2 separate regions of the Drosophila melanogaster genome follow, and region 1 is linked to region 2. A link is a contact called in public Hi-C data. All regions are on one chromosome and are shown on one strand. The core of a region is the stretch at or near the end of the contact, and the rest is flanking DNA. Distances in the headings are between cores, read along the strand shown. Region 1 overlaps REPTOR (Repressed by TOR). Region 2 overlaps KrT95D (Krueppel target at 95D).

What was found. A called contact is a pair of places that touch in the nucleus more often than the background predicts.
Region 1: a Hi-C map of the Kc167 cell line shows a contact between it and region 2, with 2.4 times the contacts expected there. A contact is called at or near these places in 3 of 107 Hi-C or Micro-C datasets (the Kc167 cell line and the S2 cell line) and 1 of 7 datasets of targeted methods (the Kc167 cell line).

The regions. Positions count from the first base shown.
Region 1 is chr3R:24,563,553-24,570,030 of dm6, forward strand. The region is part of intron 2 of REPTOR (Repressed by TOR); the gene reads right to left. Among named protein-coding and RNA genes, the nearest start is that of lncRNA:CR46094, 7.0 kb to the right of the region's middle.
Region 2 is chr3R:24,013,371-24,019,627 of dm6, forward strand. KrT95D (Krueppel target at 95D) reads right to left here. Exons shown (of 11, transcript NM_170110.4): 3 at 1-258. Among named protein-coding and RNA genes, the nearest start is that of KrT95D, 15 kb to the right of the region's middle.

The sequences.
Region 1 (6,478 bases), core at 1,024-3,523, 550 kb after region 2:
GAATTTGCAAATCCGAAAGGCAACTCAACACTATTCAAAGTTTGTTATTGTTATGGTTATCGCCGATTTTAAGGCGAGCCAAAAGGTAGGAAAAACAACAAATGATAGGCCTGATCCCCTCTTTTCCCCTACCGACGACACCCTATACTTTCAACTGATTTGGTGAACAACAAATTTTCGAAAGCAAAAAGTCAGAGAAATCATCAACAGTTTTGTTTTGCCCATCAAAACAACGAATAGAACAGCAAAACAAAAAAAAAATGAAAGAAAAAATATCAAAACAATACTGGATCGCAGGGGAAACAAGAAATGGCGAACTTTTTGCAAAATTAGTAAGTCATTTTCGGTTTTGATTCGATTCTTTCAGTCTACACCACTTCTCGGTCAGGTGAAAGGCCTCTCAGGGGCGAAACCGAACCGGCTATTGTTTTCCATTTGGTGGCTCGATAATAAATATTAATTAGTTTGTTTACACATGAAAATACAAAATTCTCGTTTTCCATTTAATGTTCATAAATCAGGAAGGAAAACTGCATCTAGTATAAGGGATTTGGTACAATATGCGCCGTGCATTGTGGAAATTTCGAGGAAATGGCCTTGGTGAGGTCGATTTCAATGCATCTTGAAGATGCTTGTTAGTTCCAATAATCATAAATGACCGCTTAATGTTATCAAATCTACTTTAGATTCTAAAGTAGTTCCTATAGTTTAAGAGAATCCCTCAGCCACGTCAATAAACGAGAGTGCTACCCCCATATTATTCAATAGCATATCGACCCAGAACAAACACTATTGTGATCCCCCTGATTGGCTTATCTTTCATCCATTACAGCCGATAAGTGAGCACATTCCGGATGATAAGGTCTCCCCTGTTTTACATTAACCAATGCGGCAGTTTCGATTTGAACTTTGTAATACCCCGTTCGAAGACGTGAAGGTCACACGATGTGTTCGCATGGTTTGGCAAAAAGGGGGTGGGAACTGTTTCGGGGGAGCCTCTCGATATACAAGGCAAGCCCAGACCAAATGCTACTTTTGCTAAGTGATATGCTTGTATCTCTGGCTGCTTTACATTATTGCTATTTCCTCTTGAAATTGTTTAATATTCGTCAAAGGTAGCTGAACGCGTTGAAGGCCAAACAATAAAAAAAAAAATGCGGAGAGAACCGACCAAACACCAAAACATAGGAACCAAAAACCCGAATGGGGCGCTTATATATTATATATATGTATATATTCATATATATACACGCCAAACCGAGTATCAAACATGGAAATAGACGCAAAGGGGCGAATAAAAAAGAATTTATTACACATTGACTGCCGAAAAAAAGCAGAAACAAAAAAAGGCCCCAAGTGGAATTGTACGAAAAAGTGAAGAAGACAAGCAAACATTGGAGAAGCGCACAATAAAAGATAAACACACATTTATATATAATGAATAATACCATTAAAAAATTCCCCACACACACCGATACGTCGAGTTAATGAACGTGAAATGTTTGGTGGAGATAGCAACGCCAGCGAAAAAAGGGGCAAATGGACGAACATCTGATCCAAAGCATATGATATTGTGGACAGAAAACCGAGTGTATATACTATATACATACATATGTAAGTACAATATCCTGACTATTTGTATCTTTAAGTTTCAAGTTCTTAGGGTCCTCAAACCCCTGTAAGGGTAATATACCACTATATTAGAACCTAGCGATGGCTTATTTAGGGAACATCTACTGTATCTTCTCCACTGGCAATGTAAACTAATTAAAACCGAGTGGGATGCACGTGAAGAGCATTTGGAAGGTAATACCAGTTCTGGGGGTAAAGTACACATCTCCAGTTTGAGGCGTGACCAATGTGCACGTTATGTGACTAATTCAGAATAACGAAAGGGAAATGAAAATAAAAAGTAACCGCAAATAAATTAAAATTAAGCGATATTATGAACACATGTCTGGATCGGACGAACCAGTTTATTTCAACACAACATGAAATAATGCACTAATATTAACAATTATTGAGGAAAGCAGCTAACTTTCCAGAAAATATACTGTTAGCGTGGCTTGCTATCAACAAATTAAGTGACAGAGAGAGCAAGAGAGAGCCAAAGAGTGAGCACGAATTTTAAGCAAACCCAAGGTCAAAACTGTTTATTTTTTATATTTTGTTTTGAATGTATAATTTATCGCAGAGTTGCCTTTGTTTTCCACTCGCCTCACTTACACATACAGATACAGGAAAGCAATCTGCAGAGTTGTAAACAAAACGCGACGCTTGTAAATAATAATAAGCTTTTGCGAGAGCGTGGGCGCTCTCCTGCTCTCTCGCTCTCTCCCCTACTCTGGATCTGAGCAACATATGTTTTCCGTCTATTTGCTTTTGTCGCCATCTTCGTAGACTCTAGTTATTTATATAGGCTTGTGTAGTGCTTGTGCTCTGTAGATAATATATAATATGAAGCTTTTTGTAGCTTTGCGCCTGACTGACGAGTTTTGTGTGTTGTCGTTTTTGTTGCCGCCTCTAGCTTACAATAACAAAATGGAAGCTTTTACATTTCGCCAGAATTTATACTAGATTTGTGTACGCTTGCGTGAGTGTGGGATTTCATGTGCTTGTTGATTGCGCTATATGTACATACATACATTTATATTTATTTACACATGTATCTCAAAGTGTTGTGGAGCGTTCTGAGGGTATATTTGCAAGATTGGGGAACCGAAGTCCAAGAACGACTGATGAAGAAATGAAAATTCCTACGAAATCAAGGAATAACTTAATTTCTGGCCAAAATTACTCATACGCCACGTTTGCTCAAACTTGTCAACTTACGAATGAGTAATAAAATGTTTTGCTATCCAAAATTCTTATGATCTGCTTTTTCTTTGATATCGATCTAATCACAAATTTAAAGATTAAATTTATTACCATATTAATTGATGCAATTTTCTAAACATTTGAATTTTTCAAAATAGACTATATTACAATATTAAAACCAATGTTTTGAATTGTGAACTTGCTTGTCTCACTCTGAATTTCGTATTAAATTAAAATTGATTAAATTTGCTGATTAATTCGAAACAGACGAGCCTGCATTATAAATTTGTATTTCATAGTCGGTGATAGTGATGATAAGTTCAGATTGCAACGCAGACTAGCTCAAAACAAAAACAACTAACCAAAAGTTAAAGTGAAAACAAAGGCTGAAGAGAGCAAGGCAGAGAATCGCTGATCGGGAGCACTTCCGTTCCGCATTATCAATGGGTCAGTGGCAGTGATCAATGCCATGATGCGGGGGGTTTGCGGTGTTTAGGGTGCTATAGGTGCTCTATAACTTTTCCTTTTGCCCTTTTCATCGCTCTCTGGTTTGTTATTGTCAACATTCGTCATCGAGCGTCACATGTTTCCACTGCATGCAGTTTTCCCCACTCACCGTCTGTCTCTTTTGCTTTGATATTCCCCTTCTTTCTGGCAAAAGTCTTTACCCAGTGGCTTAGTCATGGGGGGTTTTTAATAGCCCTGTAAAATGGGTTTCTTTACCCACTATAGTTAATATAGCACAAATATTGACTAGTTGTGGCTTCTGTGAACTGATTGTATCCTCGAATAAATCTTACTTTTAGTGACTTTATTGTAACAATGAAATCCCTTTTCTGTATGTCTTGCATACTACGATAGCCATTTCTTTGTTTAGCAATTTGTGCAAGTCACTTTTACCTTTGTCTTTGTGTTGTTGCTCACACTTTGCTCTAATTTTAGGAACACGCAATTTTTGCATGCATCCATTACACACAACCACTCAAAGCCACCCACACAATGATAAACAAATTTATGTTGAGGTAGCCGCAGAGCCAAGTGCAAGTTCCTCCGATTTATTTTTAGTGCCCCCGTTTAGGAGGAAGCACATAAAAATAAATAGGTACACCGAAAAAAAATTGTATTAGTCATCAGAAAAATGTATCAAAATGCTATAAGTAAGACCAACCTAAAGATGCAACTGAATTAATAGTATGTACGCCAACAGATAATTGATTTTTCACTGTCTGCACTAGAAATATCCCGATTTTTTCAGTGTACCCAATTGTGTGCATGCTAGGTGTCGGGCATTCGATTCTATCGTTTATTTAGTATTCATATGCCGGAATGTTTAGCATAGCATAGCGAATGTCTGGCAATTGATGATATAACACGCTCTGTCGCGTTCGATTTTTGTTTTGCTTTTTGTTTTATACATTAATACTTCTTATACAAACAGCTGACGCAAATTGTAAATTGTTGTATTGATTGGAAGAGAAAGAGCGGGACAAGACACCGATCAGCGAACTCAGGAAAGTGCAAATAAACGTAGCCGTTGGAGGTGAGAGATCTAGGTTAGTATATAAGAATCGTTTCGATTTGCATATGAAACTAAATTTCCATAGCTTAAGCAAGACTTTGAGAATCGCATAGAAAGGTTCAAAATATTTTGAACCCTCATGAACTTTGCAAACCAATGGAAACTTTTACAAAGTTACACTTGCCACAACGTGTCTAAGCTACAACTTTGAGAATCGCGTAGAAAGGCTGAAAGTGGAAAGCTTATAGAGGCATAGTCGCGATAATAAATGCAACTTAAGTTTTGCTAATGCTTTGTTGTTCTTACTAATTGTTATAAAAAATATGGTGATTGACTTGACACTCTCAAGTGCTCCGTGGGATGCTTTCGCAATGGGAATTCCGAAAATACCTCTACTCCCGTGCTGACGTTCGTCAGTTACCCACAACAAACCCTCTGCGAAGACAACCAATCAAACAACACAGAGTATATCATGTTTGCTTCCCCACCGATTCGCTAATAGATAAATAATTAAAATCAATTTATATCGATTTAGCAGCACAAAAAGAAATTAGCACAAGTTGTCTGAATACTTTAGCAAACACAAGATGCTACCGCCAGCCACTCTTGCCGAATAGAAATCAATAGGAATCGTGACTACTGTAGACGGCTAGACAAATAGAAATGCATTCAAAAAGGGTTCGAACAATCGCTTCTAATGACGCTGACTCAATTCGAGGAGGAGGCAGGAACACGTGAGCGCCTCCTTATCGAGTGGCAAGAAGCCAGACCCTCCAGAGGCGTCTGGCCCGTCAGCTGTCCCGCTTTTGACTCCGCCTCTTATCAGCCAACAGCCGCGTGCCGGCAGAGGAGACGACAATGGGCAACTGATAAGCGGACACGCTCAATGGGTCAGGCACTTGCAAATTTTCAGAGCTATCCCCTAACATTTTTAGGGGTGGCATGGATGGCGAACTTATCTTATCGAGCAGCCCAGAATGAAGAGATAAACCAACACAAAAGATGGCAAGCGAATGTTTTGTTCAGCGAGCAAATAAAAAAAAAAAACTTATTTCGGTTCAGGAAGTTTACGCCCCCGCACGGGATATTTGTGTGCTGCATAAATAGATTTGTCCCTTTCGAAAAGTGACCCAAAAAAGTTGGGGTAAAACAAAACACTCATGACTCACGAGCACTTAAAAAATCAAGAGACAGCGACAGCAACAACAATTGATATAAATATGCATATCTGTATCTGTATCTGTGTGTTTAAATATTTTTGCTAAAGAAATTTCAAAGAAAAGCAAACAAGTTTGCTTAATGGCCGCATCCGCGGAACAGCCTCTGGAAAGATCACAAAAATCTCCTGCACGGCGGCAACAAAGAAAGTTGAAGGCCAGCAAAAGCAAATGACCGTATATAGACTATATAGTCGGCAATTTGAACAAATATTAATATGTAAGAGTCCGATTCGAACAAATTGATCGGAATACAAACAAATAAATAAAATTGAAAGCAAAGCTTAGCTCGTTTTATGGCGAAGATCAGATCATGATGCAATAACACCCGTTTGATAGATCATCATACAATAGCAATTTCATTAATCTATAATCTATTTTTGACAACATGTAAATTAATTATGACGTCTATAATGTGTAACCAGCTAATTATATATGTATATTTATGCCAATTGAATAGAACCAGTTATGATAAACACTTTAACTGACTTTGTGATTTTATGATGGCATATTGCAGTCTCTTAATTAAAAGAGCAACTAACATTTGAAGCATTTCGAGATGCATTAGCAAAATGAAATGTAATTGCTTTGTATTTTTGCTGAAGATGTAATAGTATTTACTTCGACCATTACTAATGGTCTTTACTAAATTTGTTAGTACTTAAACTAAACGCAATATCAGCATTCTAATCAGTTATAGCACACTTAACTCTGCCCCAATTTATATTTTTAGGCCTTTTTGTGTTACGTTTTTTCCAGCGAATTTTTATTGATTTATTTTATCAAACCTGCCTGCCCACTTTATGGCTCTTATCGACACACTAACTCTTGAGTCACTGGCAGTATTATAACCATCGAGCGAGCGGAGATTGCCAAACAGAAAGTTCAGCATCCAATTAACTGATGTAGCAGCTGGACCCATGTC
Region 2 (6,257 bases), core at 2,136-4,635:
ACAGCCACGCCCAGTCCGCCTCCAGTGCCCACACTACCCGGAGTGCCAACACCACCACCTCCAACTCCTCCGGCCACCGACATCGGCGAGTTGCCCTGCAGGGAGGCGGATGAAGTCAGGGCCAGGCCGTTGATGGGAATCTCGTGGCTGCGCAGCGTCCTCTTGGAGCTCTGCATCTTCACCGCGAGCGATAAGGAGGTGGTGTCACCGGGCAGCGGAGTCAGGATGGACAGACGTGTTATTGTCAGCGAACAGAGTCTGGAAAAAATGCAATTGGGAAAACATCCTGGATTAGTATTAAATCGATACAGGAAAAGGGTAAAAGGAGGTAGTTGTGATATTGAGAAGTTTGCAGTGAGAATTAAAGATTAGAACTAAACACTCTTTAAAATCGTTTTAAGAAATCAAGTAAAGATGGCCAAAAATAAAAAAGGAAGAAAATGAAAAGAGCTCGTTAAATGCATTTCCAATGCACTGAACAATCGATCATCGAAATCTAAGCGAAAAAAACAATTTCACGCCAAGAGATTTTTCGATGCAAGGCCTGGAAAGCGATGCAGAAAAATCAAAAGTAAAATGCAATCAAGTAGAAAACAAAAATGTTGTATAATGGAAACTGAAGGAAAAGCAAATGAAAATGGAGAAAAACACATGCATGTGCCGAATTGAGTTCGATAAAGAGTGAGTGCAGGGGAAAGACATTAAAATTAAAGTTTTCTCTCGTGCGATTTTCAAAGGAAATATCCCACTCTCATTTTGAGCAAAGTCAGATGTAATGGCCATTATAATCGCTTATAACTAAGCCATAAAGGAAATTGGATTTCAGTTTTCGTTTTTCTTTTTTTTTTTTTTTTTGCACTGTCACAAAGCAACCAGCCGGGCAACCCAACAGAAATCTCATTTTTTAACGTTTTTGGCAGCACAAGACAAAGTCCAGATTGTACGAGTATGAGTATAAATAATTTATTTCCTGATTAATTTCTGCTCGGTAATGCCGCTTTGCAGTGCAGGAGATTACGTACTCCGGACATCTTTTGTTGGACCCGCTCACTGCTCACTGCTCACTCATCATCTGCTTAAATCAGCGAGGATGGACGACGCCGTTGGGTGGAGTTTGGGTGATCTTGGAGCACGGGTGCATCATCGTCATCATCATCGACACGATACAGTACGATAAAGATATCCGGCTTGGTGGGGTGTGAAAGATATGCAAATGGAGCTGACTAAGCAGACAGCCAGCGGATGACTCGACAATGGACAATGATTGGACGCCCGATGGGCGATGGACTGATGCAGATGGTGGACGGGATCAGGTCGAAACTATGGCCAGCCATTGATTGCCGGACAATGGTAGTCGCTTATTGAATTCCCTTGACCACCCATCAGCGAAACAGAGTAAATAAATTCAAATACGCTTTGATGGCTATTCAAAAGGTAACAATACAACTATTTTAAATGATGTAAGCTTATTATAAAATATGTAAGTATTTACGTAGATGAAAAATTCAATAGCATTTATTTAGTTACATTTGATTTATTATACCATTTTCTTGCTGTGCAACTGCAAAATGAAAGCGCTTGGAATGGAATGCACGAGGGGGGCCAAGTTCGAATGAATGCGTAGTCGTCGACAACGCGCAATTAATTACTTAATTAATAATTCAAAACATTCGTTTTGTTGCCCCATGCAAATTTCATTAAAGGGGGAGTTGAACGAGGTGGTCACTGGGTGAAGAGACAGGAACAGCACTTATAAGGCAAGTCGAACAGACAGTTCACGCAATTCAAAGAATTCAATGACTTGGTTATGGTTATGACAGAAAAAGTGGGACAAGTCTATCAGTAAAGTGAATGAAAGAAAACAATATTGTTGATACTGTAACAATTGGTAATAAATGGACATATTACCGAAATAACATTTCTCATAGTCGATGACAATTCGCGAATGGATCCTCAAATTTGTAAAAGCACCCAATAACAACCCATAAAAATCCTATTAATATTAAGTTGCTCGAATATTTCTACTATATTTCCGCATTTGGACAGCTCTTCCCAAGTGGCGTAAATAAATCACCAAACCTATCACGTAGATCAGTACAGTATTTCATTTTTAACTACCAAATGTGATCAGCATTAGAAATGAGTGTTCGTATGACTAACGATGTATGTATGTCACTTCGATTGGATCGGAACCCCCATATTACCGCCAAAGAACACTGGTTTCCATTCAATTTGATTTGCGTGCACTTGACATGGCATGTTCGCATTGTTTGTTAAAAATAAGTTGACATTTTATTGTTGTTCCCCGACGACTTGGGTGTATTTTTAAATGTTTATAAGAAATCGAGGGGCGCGTTTCGCTTGTTCTCGTCGCCTTTACATTATTCGATTTTGCCTTTGATTTTGGTTTATTTAGCTTTATTGCATTTGATATTTGTTTTCGTCTGGGCAATGTCATTGACTGGTCGAGTTTGAAAAGCAAACAACGCTTCGTCTTCAGGTTTAAACTTGTGGGTTCTGTAAGTTTTACTTTTTGTCCGTTCACAATTTTAGCATTACGTTTTTGACCATTATTTTCTTAGCATTTTGATTGTCATGGCGTTTTTTTTTTTTTTTTTCTTTTGTGAGCTGTGCCCATGAATGACACACGTCGAATGCTGCCGGAAAGCATTTTCTTATATATTTCTGTTGCCTTTATTCGCGTCTTTATCTCCGTGAGTACCTCCTCGTCCCGTCATCCCCGACTATCCAATCTTTTCTTTCCAGTTCATCGTACCCAAGTCGCCAACAATGTTTTCTTTGTTGGGAAGGAGCTTTGATAAATGACCAATTGAGGTAGCGGACAACGGACATTGGACATGAATATGAATTATGGCCTAGGGGATTGATTGGCTGATCCATGGGGATAATCCAATCTTCTTCAATAGTAGCAAACTACTGTCTGCGGCACAAAAAGATCATAAAAAACGCCATAATAAGTTGACTTAATTGGAAATCAGACCAATTACCCGGTTAAGCACTCGACAAGAGTTTTGGTATTAATTACTTAATCATCTACTATAGGTACATGTATAAATAGAGTGCGATAGCGGGCGTGTACTTGATAAGCTTTAACACCCCCGTGCACCCACTTTTTATGGCACAAATAAAATATGAAAAAAATGGAAATTGAAACTGATTAGTGCAGAAAAATAGGAGGGGAAAAATGAGCGAAATGAAAATGCTACATAAAAACAAATTGAGTCCGCAAATCGCCTCAATCAAAGTGAGGAGCGTATAAGCAAGACGGACATAGACAGCAGAAAGAGACGGAAACTGTGTCACTGGCGCAAGATTCAAGTTGAAGAAAGAGAGGGCATCACATCGCACTGATCTCCGCCGGTCCAGAGTCTCAATAAAGACTAAATATTTTGCTTGACATTTTCGAGTGTGTCCGCATAAATGTGAATTTATGTTGATGAATGGCTGCTCATTGTCCCAGTAATTTATCAACAAAATTTACAAAATAATGCTACACAGCTATAGTAAAACTATTCATAATTCATAACGTAATTCGTGTGTAATTCAAAGACGGAAAAATTTAAACAATAATATTAAAGCATCAGAACAATTCCTGCGGAGTAAGTAAAATAATCACATTGCAAGTGCTACAAAATTCTGTGCGGTCATCACAGGTTATGTGAAAATGTATGATGTGATTCGTAAGTAGCACCTTTGACAACAATTCCGGTAATAAAACGACACTGGGCGCAAAAACGTTGCCCCAGGTTGCGTGATCGCGTTCATCACATATTTAGCATTACCATTTTCAATTTCCATTTTTGCTTTCTCGTTGATTAGCTGTTGTAAGTTGCGAGTTGCCGTGAGGCGGCTGTTAACACCCCCAGACAAACGGATAGATAGGCAAAACAGACTAAAATACCGACTTTAACTGGCTATTTTGTTAACATGTTAATTTGCAGTTTTGTTTCCGCCGCTAACTTATCCGTAGATTCGCATGCGACCAGTTACTGCCCGTGTGAATGGGCCCGGTGCGATGGGATGACGGGAAGACGGGATGACGGGATGATGTGCGCATGTATGATATGATTCACAATGATAGTCACCGCCGGCGGGGGCGACTCGTAGTGGATGGCTCAACTGCCGCCATAGAGTCGTATGCAAATTGCACTATGCATTTCCTGCAGCGACGACAAGTGCCTGGCTTGCGTAGACAACAAAGACTTGACTTGACCACCATATGGATCGAGCCGGAGACAAAGTGAGACCTGGCTGGATAGTCGCCTCGTTCCAAGGACAGCAGGCCCATGCGGTCGCATTCGCTGACAAGATGTCAAGCTGCGAAAGAGCCCGTCAAATCAGGAAATCGCTGCCGTACGATTATAACCACAAGTGGGTAAACCAGTATGGGGCCACGGGTCGAATGAGTTATACCTAAGAGTGACACACGGCGTATGAGTGATGCATGTAAGAAAAAGTCACTTCTAGGTGCAAGAAATTAAATCATGTTTTCTAAGAAGAATATGCATGCGTTTCTAGTATTGTGCTCTTTTTGATGATGATTATTAATTAGCGGCTCCACAGAAAAACACACCCAAATGCTCCAGGGTATTTGCCCAAACTCGAACTCATCTACGGTCGCCATCAGTTAAGCTAGTTTATGTCATTTTGTCGCGACTTATGGGCAACTTTTACGGTTTCATTTAAGCGTGTTTTATTCGTTGTCCTTTCTTTTTATATATATTTTGCATTTCCATTTCGCCTGGCAGCCGTTCGGTTGAGTTTCAGCAAGGATTGTGAGCATGAGTCACGGACGCGCGGGGTCTGGTTTTAGTTTAGAGCCACTGGTTAAATGAATTTGAGGCACGATACAGCCAAACCGGTTAAAACCGATGTGTGGGTGGCGCCACAGAGAGTGGCCAGAAGTGGCCGCGAAGTAAGAGGCAGGACGATGGGGCTTCTGGGGGGCGTTTAATTAGAGGGCTCCGAAACTTTCCAGCCTAGGCATTACTTGGCGCCCGTCTGTCGCTGGCTTGGGTCATTGCATTATTGATCAACTGCATGCCGAATGCGTTGCCATCCGAAGTTTTCCGGAGTGTGAGTCTTACTTATGCATGCCAACTACTTGCCACGACACCAGAGGGCACCATTGGGTACCAGAGGGGACCCGATCGGGGTGCTTAGTTAATTTATGCGAGAATCACGCAGGCCCTGACTGACTGACTAACTGACTGAATGAATGACGGAATGACGGCCATAATGACAAAGTGGCAGACCGACGAACGGGACAATGCCCGGAAACGGATGGAACCCCCAAACAATGGCAACCAAAGACGAGCTGCAATTGAATTCGGAATGTTAAATGGGAATGTTTTTCGGGGACAGACCCACAGACGCAGCCACAGAGTTTGCCATTGAAATTCTAATAACCGAATGTGTAGAATTTGCTATATAGACGAACAATACTCTGAATATATCTATAGTTAAAAAATGTACACTTTTTAAAGAAAGAACTGTCTGTACTGATATAGTTTCGTGTCTAATGTATAAAATGCAATGTACAAACTATACAATTAAAAATGATATGACAGCAAAAGCTTTCCAGTAGCGAGAGTTCAGTAACCTCCCCATCGTAGTTAACCTACCCATCCAGGAGGGTATGAAAATCGATGTAACTAGCGTTGGTAATTTGCCACAATTATCAACTAAATGGCACTTTACGTTTGCGTTCTCCAAAGTCCCTATAACAACAAAAACAACAACAACACAATGGCGACGTCATACGGCCAAAGTGGGTGTGGCTCAGCTCCTCCATATGCGACCACCCCAAACCTTAACCCATGTGGGAAAAGTGCTGCAGGCCAGCTGGAAAGGTTACTCCGGTTCATTCACTCCACCACACAGCCGTAGATCGAATATGACACGAAACTTATGGTCTATCAATTATTGAGAGGTACCATAAAAAATGGAAAAACAGAAATAGTTTAAGTGCCCGCAGCCGCAAACGCTTTCTTCGTTCTTACTATAAATATTGTAAACATCGATTGAGTTTCAGCGGCTCGGAGTGCAATCGATGTGTTTAAAAGCGGTACGTAATTATTTTCACACCTTATTCGTTTTTCCACTTTTAACACCTGAATCATTCATGAGTTTTGCCCCAAGGGGTTGGGTTCGCTGAATATGTGGTGTGGTTAGCACTTGGCCCGGCGCCTTTAACCGGCGGAAAAGTGCGGAAAATGGCCAGCACAACGCAAACG